Regions from separate parts of the Sus scrofa genome. Here region 1 is linked to region 2. Evidence: chromatin contacts called from public Hi-C data. All regions are on one chromosome and are shown on one strand. Each heading gives the region's core, a stretch centred on a gene start, on an enhancer-like site or on the middle of the called end of the contact. The rest is flanking DNA. Distances are from core to core; before and after follow the strand shown.

Evidence for each region. A called contact is a pair of places that touch in the nucleus more often than the background predicts.
Region 1: a Hi-C map of omental adipose tissue shows a contact between it and region 2, with 1.6 times the contacts expected there. The contact joins the enhancer-like site here to the promoter of NUDT6 in region 2. A contact is called at or near these places in 4 of 47 Hi-C or Micro-C datasets (alveolar macrophages, embryonic fibroblasts, omental adipose tissue and 1 more).

Annotation. Positions count from the first base shown.
Region 1 is chr8:101,561,364-101,568,536 of Sscrofa11.1, reverse strand. No RefSeq gene overlaps it. Among named protein-coding and RNA genes, the nearest start is that of IL21, 32 kb to the right of the region's middle. Within about 2 kb of position 4,281, at least 1 of the 83 cell types and tissues checked has an H3K27ac peak or open chromatin away from gene starts, as enhancers often do. A contact at or near this core is called in omental adipose tissue, where this site is marked.
Region 2 is chr8:101,238,871-101,246,019 of Sscrofa11.1, reverse strand. It overlaps NUDT6 (nucleoside diphosphate-linked moiety X motif 6), which reads right to left and starts at 3,853. Exons shown (of 8, transcript XR_002346434.1): 1 at 3,824-3,853; 2 at 30-233. SPATA5 (spermatogenesis associated 5) reads left to right here and starts at 4,921. Exons shown (of 17, transcript NM_001177913.1): 1 at 4,921-5,065. The coding sequence starts at 4,921.

The DNA.
Region 1 (7,173 bases), core at 3,032-5,531, 320 kb before region 2:
ATACTGTATACCTAAATTATATACATGGTAAAAGAAGCATTACAAACATTCCTTTCGGGATTTTTCTGCATGGTCCGTATTGACCAAGGCTTCTTAAAATATGAATCCAATGAGATTTTGGTAGAAAACATCTTTTTGTTTTTCTAAATATCCCCTAGAAAACAAGAGTTGTTGATTACTCTAAGACTTGTTAAAGTACAAGGTTGCTATAAGATGAATTTGGGGCTTCTGGAAGATCAAGAAAGGAAGGTTTGGGGACAGGCTAGCCACATGGTACCTCTCGGTGATACCAGGTAGATGGCCTCTGCTCTCCTTCCCAGTCCAATCTTCAGCAAATTTTTACATAAGAGCTATTCCCTCTAAAGTATTGGACTGGGGGATACATGAAGTCAGGCCTGCTGAGGGTCTGACTGCCATCAGCATTTTCAGATTCTGAGCATTTGATTTTCCAAAGTTAGTAAATTCTTGGTAGTCAAGACTGAAACTTAGAATGCCTGGCTTGTGGGAAGAAACATATCTTTGCAGCCAATGAGTGGGATTCAACATATTTTTATGAGTAACTACTGCACGTGAGGTTCTATACTAGGTATCAGATTTACAAAGATGAATACAAGCTCTTACAATTGACGCCAAAATATGCTAAGGACGTGAACTAGAAATTCGCAAAAGAAAATTTTAAATGGTCAATAAACATTTAAACGTGTAATTTACTAGCAATTAAATATAAATAAAATAAGTCTTTTTTTTCTGTTTAAAGAAATGGCTATATCCACTGTTAGAGAGTGTGTGGGTGACTTTTCTATACTACTGGATAAAATACCACCTTTCTAGAGGAGTTTTGTATTATGTATCAAATAAAAATGCTCATGTTTAACCTGGAAATTCCCATTTTAGGAATTTAAACAAAAGAAATAGTAGGAAAGGGACTCAAAGACATAGATACAGAGATTTTCATTAAAATATTGCCCACAGTAATAGTTTCAAATAAATATCATTTAACAGTATTTTGGTGTATCCTTTCAGTGGATTGCTGTGCAGTTGATGATGTATGCTTGTGTTAGTATAGCTACCCACAATATATCAAACTTTAATTCTATTTCTGTGTTGTTTTTAAAAGTACATATACTTATATATACAGAAAGAAATTGAGATCGTCCAAGATGATTAACATGGACTGATCTTTCATTTCTTATGTGTACTTCTCTGTATTTCTTTATTTATTTATTTTTTGCAATGAGCTTTAACTACTTTTACTGTCTGAGGAAAAGTATTAAAATATAAATATCAAGCACTCTGTACTCAAGGATATCACATTTTGTATAATGAGCATGTTTTTTGAGCTGACATATGAGTTGCTGACTCATTCTAGAATTTAAGGAATTGGCAGCATAAAGAAAGCTCTGAGTCCAAAGCCCGGTCCCAGGAAGATGGCTAAGGATTCAGACAAGTCCTGCCTCCCTTTGCTCCAGTGAGCAAGCTACTCCAGTCCTTTTCTCAGCCTTTTCCTGCATGTGATAAATCAAATCCACATGATGACATCTCTCCTGAGCAGGAAGGGACCACAGTTTATTGTAAGGTCCCTAAATTCCAGGCATTCTGTCAGATACACAGATATCCTCCACTGATGAACTGGGTATTAGTAGACAAAGTAACTGGCCCCAACTTGGCATGGACATAACTCAAATTCAGTTCTCTGATTCCAAAACCCATATTATTTCCATGGATTCTTTAGTGTCTGCTTTTGTACATTTGTGTGTTCACCAAGATATAGATCCCTGCATTAGTGTAAATTAGTTTGCGCCCCCCAAATTTGCACTTAATTTGTCTTCCTTACCAGAGGCCTAGAGTGGGTGCATTTTTCTCATGTTTTAGCCATTTTTCTTTTCTTTCTTTCTTTTTTTTTTTTTTTGTTTTTGCTTTTGTTTTCGTTTTGCTTTTAGGGCAACATCCATGGCATATGGGAAGTTCCCAGGATAGGGGAGCTAGAGCTGTTGGCCACAGCCACAGCCACAGCAACACCAGATCCAAGCCACGTCTGCACAGCTCACGGCAACACCAGATCCTTAAAGCACTGAGCGAGGCCAGGGATTGAATCTGCATCCTTATAGTTACTGGTTAGGTTTGTAACCTGCAGAGCCTCAATGGGAACTCCTGTCCTAGCCTTCTTTAACTGGCTATACACATGCACACTCATCCACCCATCCATCCTTGCATATAGCACCTCTATTCATTCATTCTTCCATCTAGTATTTGTTAAGAGCAACATTGTTTTTGTTTGTTTATTGTATCGAAGTATAATTGATTTACAATGTTGTGTTAATTTCTGCAGTATAACAAAGTGATTCAAAAAAATATATATATATAAAACACATTCTTTTCATATTCTTTTCCGTTATGGTTTAATCATAGGATTTTGAATATAGTTCCCTGTGCTGTGTGGTAGGACTCTGTTGTTTATTCATTCCGTATATAATAGTGTGTACCTGCTGAACCAAACTCCCAACCCATCCCTCCCCCTGCCTCCTCTCCTTGGCAACCACAAGTCTGTTCTCTATGTCTATGAGTCTGTTTCTATTTTGTAGGTAAGTTCCTTTGTGTCATATTTTAGATACCATATGTAAGTTATATCATATGCCATTTGTCTTTCTGAGTTACTTCACTTAGTACAGTAATCGCTTGGTCCATCCATGTTGCTACAAATGGCATTATGTCATTCTTTTTTATGGCAAATATTCCATTACACATACATATACCACATCTTCTTTATCCATTTGTCTGTCACTGAACATTTAGGTTGCTTCTATGTCTTGACTATTGTTGATAGTGCTGCTGTGAACATAGGGGTACATTTATCTTTTTGAATGAAAGTTTTGTCTGGGTATATGCCCAGTAGTGGGATTGCTGGATCATGTGGTAACTCTAGTCTTTTGAAGAACCTCCCTACTATTTTTCCATAGTAGGTAGACCAACTTACATTTAATGATTTACCTTTAATGATGGCCATTTTGATCAGTGTGAGATGGTACCTCGTTGTAGCATTTCTCTAATAATTAGTGGTGTTGAGCATCTTTTCATGAAGCGTGACATAGTTTAATTGAGGGTTATGATCTGTAGAACCAAATTGGCCAGGTGTAAATCTGTGCTCCACTGATTACCAACTATGAGGCCATGGACTGTTCCCTTAAATCCCTTGTTCCTGTGTTTTCTGTAAAATGGGGATAATAACAGCACTTACCTCATAATGTTGTCGTAAACATTAAATGAGTGAATCAGTGTGACGTAGTTAGAGTAGTGCCTGAGTGTGATAAGTTCATCTCTATCATGATTAATACCATGCTCCAGGCGCTGGACTAGATGCTGAAATTTCAAAGTGGAACAAAACAGGGTTTCTGCCTTCAAGAGCTTATGGTTTAGAGGAAGAGACAGATATACCTGTGACGGTAAGCGCAGAGTGCTGTGGGGGGGGGCAGTACTGAGAGCATGGGGGTCAAGGAGGCTTCCCAAGGAAGAGACTGTTTAATCTGATTGGAACTAGCCTGTGATGGGAAGGGCAGGGACAGAGACCTGGAAGCAAGGGTGTGTGGTGAGTTTGAAGCCCCAGGATGGTTCTGAATGACTGCAATACAGAATGTCTGGGGGGCAGGAGGGGGAGGAGAGATGGAACTAGAGAGATGAGATCATCTGCCTCTTGTTCTTTGGCAACTTTTATAAACGTCTCCTACATTTAGTGGAATACACCCCTCTCCTTTTACCTGCATTTAAAGCTTTCTATTATAATTATAACTGCCCTTAGTTACTAACAAGGCATCTGACCTAAAAGATAAGATTGGGGGTTGTTTTGTTTTGTTTTTTGGGGTTTTTTTAAGGCTGCACCCACGGCATATGGGAGTTCCCAGGCTAGGGGTCAGATTGGAACTGTAGCCTACACCACAGCTCACGGCAACACCAGATCCTTAACCCACTGAGTGAGGCCAGGGATCGAACTTGCATCTCATGATACTAGCCACAGCAGGAACTCCAAGGTTGAGGGTTGTGGGTGAAAACTCTCCTTGCATTATCCTTGCTTTTTCTGGAATAGAATGACCAAGTATTTCACCTGTGTCTGTGTCTGGAAACTTCACCATATTTAGATTCTCAGACTGTGGAAGTGGGATCCAGAGTGTCCCCAGCTTTGGGAAAAACTGACTTTCCCAGCCATCTGGGTTTGGCAGACTCTTCTGGTTGGACCAACTGCCTCCCAGCTCAGAGAGTGGGGCCATAGCCACGGCCCACACCCTGGCCTTCAGCGGAAATCACAGAGTATTGGTGGGGTGGGCTGACCAGCCTAGGTGGGCAGGTTTATTTTAAAGTTCTTATGTTTTCCTTCTCAAAAATAGTTACGTTCCAAGGATAGAACTTGAGTGCTGCAACTCCCACGGATGAGGAGTTTTATGACTGTCTTGACTATTCTCAAGAACTACTCACCTTGTTTCTTTGTTTACCTTTAAAGTATCAAGTATTAAAGTGTTTTCTGATCAGTCAGATTTAACTAATGCCTCATTCATTCTTATTCATTATTCCTCACAAAAATCGTGCATTCTTATTTTTTGTCTTCAATCAGTGCATTCCATAAGTTTTTATGAAATATGTATCTTTGTACCAAAAAAGTCTTACTCTATTTTGAGATTCCCTTTGAGAGTAAAGGAAAGATGCTCACTGAGCTGATTGCTATTTTCCAAAGAAGGTTCAAACTCTATTACCTATATTTATCTTCAAAGGGATTTCTGTAGGTCTGTCATAACACCCTCTGTGTTTTTCTGTTGGCTTCTGCTTACTTTCTGTTATTTTAGTGTAACATCCTTCATAGGGTATTTTTGGCAACAGACCTTGCCTGAATCGGTCTCCTTTTCATTTGTGAGGCAAATTAGTGATTCATCTTTAGTACAGAGAGACTTTCACAACCATGGCCGTACTGTTTTGTTTCACTGGAGTTTGAGTTAGGGAGACAGATGGAGGAAGTTGTCTCAACAGGTTTTCAACTTTCCAATTAGTTCTGCACATTTGCTCCTGTCAACACCACCAGGAAGAGTGTGAGTGCAAGTTAAGATCTCCTTGGACTGCTTTTGACACCATCCCTGCTGGGAAGGTGGGTGGGATGGGTAGAGGGCAAAAGGCTGGGAGTTGAAGCTGCGAGTGCATTAAAGAGTAATAAAATCACGTGTCTTCCAGCGTGCTATTCTGAGAAGAGCTGAGCATCATCTATTATTGTATTCTTGCCAAAACATTAATCTGAATCTAACAGTGAGGAAACAACTAGGTACATTGAAATTGAGATATTTTGCAATACACTTGGCTAGGGCTCTTCAAAAACATCAGTTTAATTTTTTTTAAAGCAAAAGATTGGAGAATTATCCTATATTGGCTCTCTAAATGTGGTCCCAAGGCCAACAGTATCAGCATCACCTACAGCCTATTGGAAATGCAGATTCTTAGATCCACCCTAGACTCAGAATCCACATTTTAACAGAGTCCCTGGGTAATTTCTGTGCACATTTAATTTTGAGGGAATCTGATCACATTCAAATTTCCCCACTCATCCCATCCCAGTAACGGCCCATTCTAGCCGTCCCCCACCCTATCTCCACCCCAAATTTAAATGTAGTCAAGTATCACACATTGCATTCGGTTGTCAAGTCCCTTCAGTCTCTTTAAGTCTAGACCCTTGGCTCTCAAATTTTATCAGGAATCAGAATCACTTTGAGGTTTTGTTAAAACACAAATTCCCCCTTTCCCAATGCACACACTGTATGAGAGTTCCTAGAGGTGAAATCAGATGCTGCTGGACCTTGAACCACACTTTGAGTAGCATGATATTAAATAACAGTATTAGTTGAGTTTTTTAAGTTTTTAAGTTTGATAATCATATTTGTATAGGAAAAAGCCTTTTGTTTTGGAGAGTTTTTTTTTTTTTTTTTTTTGTCTTTTTGCCATTTCTAGGGCCACTTCTACAGCATATGGAGGTTCCCAGGCTAGGGTCTAATCGGAGCAACAGCTGCCAGCCTACACCACAGCCACGGCAACTCGGGATCTGAGCCGCATGTGCAACCTACACCACAGCTCACGCAATGCCGGATCCTTAGCCCACTGAGCAAGGTCAGGGATCGAACTTCATGGTTCCTAGTCAGATTGGTTAACCACTGAGCTACGACAGGAACTCCCCAGGTTTTGGAGAGTCTGATGGGCTGTTTAGAGAAGAAGCATTATGATATCTACAAGTAACTCTCACATGATTCAGTAAAATAAATACTTGGCTAAAGGATGGATGAACATGGATAATGGATAGAGGGACGAATGGATAGAGCAAACTGTTAATAATCAGTGAACATAGATGAACAATGAACATAATGAACAAAATAAATAGTGAAGTAACATAAACAAACATACTTCGGGAGGGAAACTAGAGCCTTGCAAATTAGACTGACAAGAGACAGATTTACAGAATAAAAGGCAAGCAAATTTTATCGTATATTAATTTTTTATGACACATAGAGATCTTCCTAGAAAAGAAGTGAGGACCCAAATAAGTGGATAGTCCTGAGAGCTTATATACCAATTTTAATAAAGAATAGTAAATTATGGATTGTGGCAAGTCAAAGGAAAAGGGTTTGGGGCTTTCAAGTATGAAAAATTCTGGGAAGATAAATATAAGGGGGCAGTATTAAGAGATAAGTACTATCATAGCAAAGTTTATTCATGCAGGTGCATTTCAATACCAATGTTCCACCTTCTTCAGGGCCATAAAAGTTCTCTGGGATAGAAGATTTATGGCAGTCTTTATTTCTTAGGAGTTTCTGCTTTCAGTCCAATAAGGGGAGATCTGGGATAGCTTCCTTCTACAGCTGTTGAATCTCAACTGTCTTCTGTTCAAAATAATGTTTTTGCCAAAATGGATAATGAGTTCAGGACATACTACCTCAGAATATGGCACCTTGACACAAGATAAAGGAATTTGAGAAAATGGCAGGTGCAGGAAGGACTCTTTTACCTCTCTTGTCTCCCCTAAAGCAGGTTTTGAGACCCTCAGGTAAGCCACCCTCCCTCTATTTGGAGAAGAGGAATATCCTTATCACTGAAGACAGGCATGCCAAGAGGAATCCAAATCAGCAGGCCTTGCTAAGTTTCCCCCAGGTTCCT
Region 2 (7,149 bases), core at 2,604-5,103:
ATTTCTGTTTATCATTAGTTTGAACTGACCTGCAACTCCCACTTGATGTGTAGCATATCCTGGTAACCTGCTGGGCCCTTTTCCCAGCCACAGGGTCAGGGTAGATGAATCTGATTCTGCGTGGTGAAAGCAGAAGCCCAGGGAAGCGGCAGGGGCAATAAATCGGCTTTGGAAGATGGGAATGTGCAGCCATACCGCTACCCTACCTTCCGATCTCCATTTCTGTATTGCAGCTAAAACACAGAAGATAAACATCTGTAAATATTTTCCAGTGAGAGGAGATTAAGACTTATCTTCCTCCTCTAGGAAGCCATCTTTAAGCTCCATTTCCCTTATTAATTAACTCTTTTGGGGCTGGGGATATCCCCCATGTTTTATAATATTTAGTATTTTGTTCATTTGTTTCTCCACCAGACTGAATTCCTTGAAAATAAAGTTAATATACTGATGATCTTCATATTCACATCATCTGACACAATACTTGGCACATAATTGGTACTAACTGTAGAATGAACAAACGGATTTAAATAAAATACCAGTTCAATGCTGTTCCTTTTAATAATCTTAGTTTTAATCTTTACAAATGACTTATGTGCGTCTCTTTATTTTTCTTTTAAAAGTCCTGTCATTCACATATATGCATGCGTGTGTGTATGCATACACATTTATTTTCTTTTATATATTTCAAGATGGTTAAAAATATACCTTTGTTTTTAAACAATGTATGGTAGTTCAAGAAAATTTTGAAAGTAAAGTATAATGAGTAAATCAAAATTTCACATTAGGACACAGTAATAAAATTTAAAATTTTGATGTTTTTCCATAAATATAATTTTGGAATTGAAATAAGTCCAAATAAATCATATTGTATTTAATTTACATATTATATTGTAAACATTTTGCTGTCATTAAAATTCTTAATGAACATTTTTAATGACTGCATAATATTCCTTATATAGATATACCATAATTTAACCAACCTCCTACCCTTGGATATTTAGACTGTTCCTAATTTTTATTTATCATAAATAATACCATGATGAACATGAAGCAGACTTTCTGTCTTTGACTTTAAATTCTCTTACTCTGTCAATTAAGATTGAGCCAGGGAAAAAGGATGCCAGTATTTATCTGACCCTTACTAAATTCCAGGCATTTTAGATACACTAGTTCATTAAATTATCACAATAAAAAAGGGCAAGTATTATCATCTAATTTATAGGTGAAGAAATGAATACTTCACAGTTTTAGAAAAACTTGTCAGACCACTGTCTCTATCTACCATCTCACTTAATCTTAACAATAACCCTAAAAAGTATGTGTAGAGAGATGGGGAAAGATTTGATTATTTACTTATTAGATTCCTTTCTCTTGTCTTTTACATCCTCTGCAGTAAGCACCTTCCCCGTTAAGGACCATGTTTCTCTACCTGACAAGTCGGTGTGCCTAACACAGTGACAGACAAGTTGGGAGCTTAATTTAACAGACTTCTTAATTTGGGCCTATGGCATCTCCTCAGATCCTTCTCACCTGGATCTTTCTCTGATCAAATCTGTTTTAAAATTGACATAGAATTACATAAAGTGAAATGGACAAGTCTTAAGCGAACATCTGATGAGTTTTGACATATGCATACACCTCTGCGACCCACACTCATGATTACAGAGTATCTCTATTATTCCAGAGAGTTGCTATGTCCTCCTTCCCAATCATGACAATCAAAAAACCTGAAGTTCTGAACCTACAGTCACTTTTTTACTGTTTTTTAACTTTACACTGATTGACTCCATCCACTCCCACTTCTTCAGTTAACAACTATTCAAGGATGTTTGCCCAATCCTGACTTCACTGAACACTGATTTTTCTGCTCTCCAGCTGCCCTCAGACATTTCTTGAAGGCTGCCATTGCAAACTTCATGCCTATGTTCAAGACTGACTCCTACACACTCCACCCCAACCTCATTTTATTTATAGGCATATTTCTGGCACCAATGCTTCAAGTCTCAGAATCATTCTTTTAATTCATTTTCTTTCTCTGATAAACTTCTAATACTTTTTCCTTCTCTATCCCTCACTTCTTTGATAAGCTTTCCTTACATGCTCTCCACAGAGAACCTAAGGATTCTGCTCTAGATTTACTAGAGCTTATTATACATTGCCTAATGATATCTCTTGTTATCTATTTCTAATCCTAATTAATATTTTGTGTATTTGCAATCCTGAAGGTTAACATAAGATTACACACTGGGGCTCAATTCATATTTATTAATGACTGGGTTTGTTTAAAGCCACACAGCTAATGAGTGACATAGCAAGTAGAACCAAGGTTATTTCCTCACTTATGCAGATATATATGAAGCTCAACAACATATTACCTGTTCATTCATCTAACTTTACAGTTATCAATAACAGGAACAATAAAGCAACAGACTTCATGTGTAAAGGTACTTAACTCTTGCTAATACATTATATACAATCAGTCCAATTTACTCGAATAGATTTGGATTTAATGGGCTTTCTTCTCAGGTTATTTTAGTTTATTTTTATAGGCAATATGATTAGGTTTTGTTTGACTCAATGACAACTAGCAATGGCACTTAACGGTGCTGTAAGAACACATTCTAGAGCCAGGGAAGTTAATCTGTCTCAGTACCATCATCCCTGAAATGAGGATAATAGTACATACCACACAAGTTGTTATGAGAATTAAATGAATCTGTATTCATGAAGTTTTAAAAAGTGTCTAGCACTTAGTGCAATTGCATTAAAAAGTTACAAAAAGCATATGGTACTTCAAAGTTTATAAATTAGTTTCATGTAATTTATCTCTGATCACATCTATCCAGTAAAGTAATTAGAGCTAGCATTATTCACATAAGCAACCTAAGATAAAAATATTTTCAGTGGTGATTTGCCTAATGGCTGGCTAGCTGTGTGGCAGAATCTGGGACTTGAAACTTGGGTGTGGGACTCCAAACCCAACCCACTTTCTGCTTTACCTTCCTGAGATAGTGCTTTGATCACTTGTTTGGCCACTTACGAGTAACAAGTGTGTGCAATAAACACCTGTGTCTACCCACACATATGACACACATTAGAGGATGAACACCGATTTGATCTGCTGGAGTTAGCAACTGTCCCAAGTAGGAGAGAAAACAGGTGAAGAGATAAGTAGCTTGGAAATGAGGATGCTTAAAGATTAACTAGCTCTACTCTATTACCATAGATGCTCACTTGCCATATGCTGCACAGAATAAAGATTATTTGAAGTTTCCTCTTAGTGTGAGAGGATATTTTTCCATGGCTAAATATCCTTTCTCTGCTTTCAATTTGATTATGAAGACCCTCAAGGGCAGTTTGAAAAACAGGTTGCTCCACCAAATCGAGGGCTCTCAAAGTGAAGGTTCCTCTTCACAAGCTTTCTTTTTTTTAATCATTGAATTCAAGGTTCAAAGAGAATAAAGAGAATGGTGAGCTTTGTTCCTGAAGACTGAAACCATTCACCAATCTCCCCCGCTAATTATAAAGGGAGTGTTGCTTTCTAAGTAGAAGAAACTCTCTAGTTCTGGGCACCAGAGCTCCTGATCCCACTTGTGAACAAATACGACCACTCGGAGCCTCTTCGGCCCACTTACGGTCCACCACCTGTATCAGAAAACGCGATAGGGTGTTTTTTTGTTTGTTTTGCCTTGGGCAAAGTGCCGGGCAGAACCAAGTCTCAGTAAACGGCAGTAAATAATTATGAAATAATATTAACAAACGCGGAGCAGTAAGTACGCGGCAGCTATAACGCTAAGCACTTAATAAGCATTGTCCAACTTACCCCTTAACAATCCCATGAGTTCCTGTTACCTGGTTTTACAGATGAAAAAAAGGTGATTTACAAAACTTGCCCAAGATCACACACTAGAAAGAGGACCAGAAAGTAGGGCTGCAGACCTAAAGTTTGAGCTCGTCACCATTTCCCCAACAGCCTCGGAAACCTCCCAGCCAAGGGCACGAGAACGAAAGGCAGAAAACGGGTGCGGGTCACACACGCCCTCTCTCCTTCCCTCCAGAGCGACTCGGGAGTGGGAACCCCAGTTACTTGGTTAGAAAGGTCGGGAGCCCGGGGAGCCTTGATCCAAGCGCACTTGCCCTGCAAAGCTCTCTGGAAGGCGACGGTGTCCAGGCGGTCCAGAGCGTCTAGTTTCACCGAGACGCCCCCGAATCTGTCCAGCTCACCCCTCAGCTCGCCAGCTACGGAAGGGGGGTCCCGAGAGCAACCCAGGAAACTCGAGGCCCCACGGAGCCCTGCATAAAGCATTGCGTGGCGCACCCGAGCCAGCCCAGTGAACCAGCAGCGGCCGCTCCGCAGCGGCGGCATTTCCACGCAGGCTCTCGTGGCCTCAAGCCTCAGCTTCCAAATTACCCAGCGGGTTTGCCTTAGAACGAAGAATGCTACCGTAAGTTTTAGAAGAGTACCACCCACCCTATCTCAGGGTTGAGCAGGCATTACCGCTTTGCAGCTCTAGGTAGAGGAAACGGCAGTCCTGTTGACTGACTCCTCTCAGAAGTTTGCCTGGCTCCCGCCAAGCGGGGAGAAACTCCCACAGCTTTCCACCCTCCCGGAGTTACCCCCACCCATTTTAATATTAAAGGGACGTTTGTTCAGGGATGGAAAATGCGGTGGAGATAAGAAAAATTCCTGTTTTTCAGGAATTTACAATCTAAAGGACAGTTCTGTCCACCTACTCCTTGGCAGAAGTCAGAACCTCTTCAACGAAGGATCCTCGGTTCTCCCGCTCCTCCTGCGCTCCACTCCGGGGATTACGGCGCGGAACAGAGCCTCGCTGGCTTCTGCCCCGGAAGTTTTTCTCTCAGTGAAGCGCGCACGTTGAGCCGGCTTCACCGCTGCTTCTCTCAGGCAGCCTTGAGATCATGTCTTCCAAGAAGAACAGAAAACGCCTGAACCAAAGCACCGAGAATAGTTCGCCCTCGGCCTCCGCTGCTTCCTTTCCTGAGGGGGCCACAGCTTCAGCCGTGGCGGCCGGGACTTTGGTGGTGATCAACTTCCTAGAAAAGGGTAAAGAGTTCTGAGAGGGAGGTCCGAGGCCGAGGGGGTGCTGCCTGAGAGGACGAAAACCTAGCGGTTCTACCTTGAGGGGAAGAGGTTTTTAAAAAGTTGGTCGAGGCAGCGATATGAGCGCGGCACAGAAGTCCTAAAACACCTGAAGCTGCGCCTGCATTGGAAACGTGAGGCAGAAATGACTTAACCATGGCAAGTCAAGCTGCATTTTTTGAATTTCTAAGTTTCACTTGAAACAGCCTAGGCTTGTTTAAGATTAACGGCATATGTAAGTGTAAAATCGCTCATATCAAGCGAGCTTTGTATACAATCACCCAGTTCGGTGACCATGTGGACCCGTCCTTCTTGAGAGAGAGGTCGATGTGCCTTTAAGATTGATAAGTGGCTTTTCCCCTGTTACACCAGTTCTGGTATTTAATAACAGCTGTTAATTGTACACTGGCGTTAGCAGTAGGTTGCGCATTTCACTTACGTGTCTCATTTACTCTTCTCAGAGCTTGGGAGATGGTATTGTGTTCTGCCCATTTTACAGAGGAAGAAAAGTTAACGTGACCGCCCCAGGTTACACAGCCTACTAAATAAATAACAAAGGTTTATTTGAGGCCAGAAGTATTTGACTCTAAAGCCATTGCTTTAGATCAGGGCAACCTTGACTTGAGAGAACGGATTTAACCGAAACGCATTTAGTTGGTAAAGCTTCTAACAGTCTTGATGTTTTGTGGTTTTTAAAAATGGTTCAGATTAACCTAGCGGCAAGATTTTTATTTCTCTATTGCAGACCCTAAAGACTATCTTCAAGTTAACATTGCGTTTTCAGTCTCTTTTGGGGATCAGAGGGCAACTAGTTGGGTCTTGCTGTCTTGCACAATCTCTTTTTCTTTCTTTCTTTTTTTTTTTGCTTTTTATGGCCGAACTCTGGGCATATGGAGGTTCCCAGGCTAGGGGGTCCAGTCGGAGCCACAGCTGCTGCTCTTCTCTCACTCCTCAGCCTCTTCCTATTTGACATCCACCCTATTATTCCATCAAAATGGCACCTGCCCTGGTGGCTGATTATCTCCATGTGGATAAATCCAATGGATGGTATTTCATTATTTGACCCCTCAGCAGCTTTTGGTATTGTCTGTCAGCCATTTCTACCTTCTTTAAACAGTTTTCTTCTTGACTTATGTATCATCACTTTCCCAGAGTTTTCCCCTTCTTTGGTTGGTACTTAATCAGTTTGTTTTGCAGGCTCACCCTTATCTACCTAACTGTCCAAAGTAGAAGCTTCTTAATCCTTAGTCCTAAACCCTCTTTTTCTCTATATGAACTTTCTTCAGCAAGTTCATCCACTTCCCAGAGTTTCCCATTTATACCCTTATTTTCCAGATTTGTATGTGTAATTTATATTGTTTCTGAGTCGATTCAATTGTCTTCTAGACCAATGCGTTTCAAACTCTGTAGGAAAGATTTTGAAATTAATGACGTGGCACAGTAACACTGTTGTAAAATAAAATAGAAGTAAATTACTGGCAGATAAGTTAGAGATTTTTATTAGATTCAACATATGTAGAATTACTTTGTCAAAATGCGATAAAAGCTTCTAAATGCATATCATTTTTTTGTTCTTACCTCATCATGAACAGTAACAAATAGTTTGTGGACTACATTTTTTTTAAATTGGAATATAGTTGATGAACAATATTTTGTTAGTTTCAGGTGTATGTCATTGTGATTCCCTTTTTTTTTTTTTTTTTTCTTTTTAGGGCTGCATTGGTGGCATGTGGAAGTTTCAGACTAGGGGTCCAATCAGAGCTGCAGCTGCTGCCCTACACCACAGCCTACACCACAGCCATAGAAATGCAGGATCCGAGCCTTTTTTGCCACCTACACCACAGCTCACAGCAACGCCATATCCCTGATTGAGGTCTGGGAGCCTGAGATTGAACTACATCCAGTGGATACTAGTTGGGTTTGATTACACTGCACAACAATGGGAATTCCCCACTTTTACTGCACCTGTTGAGGTGATCATATGGTTTTTGACTTTTGTTAATGTGGTATATGATGTTGATTGATTTGTGTATGTTGAACCATCCCCA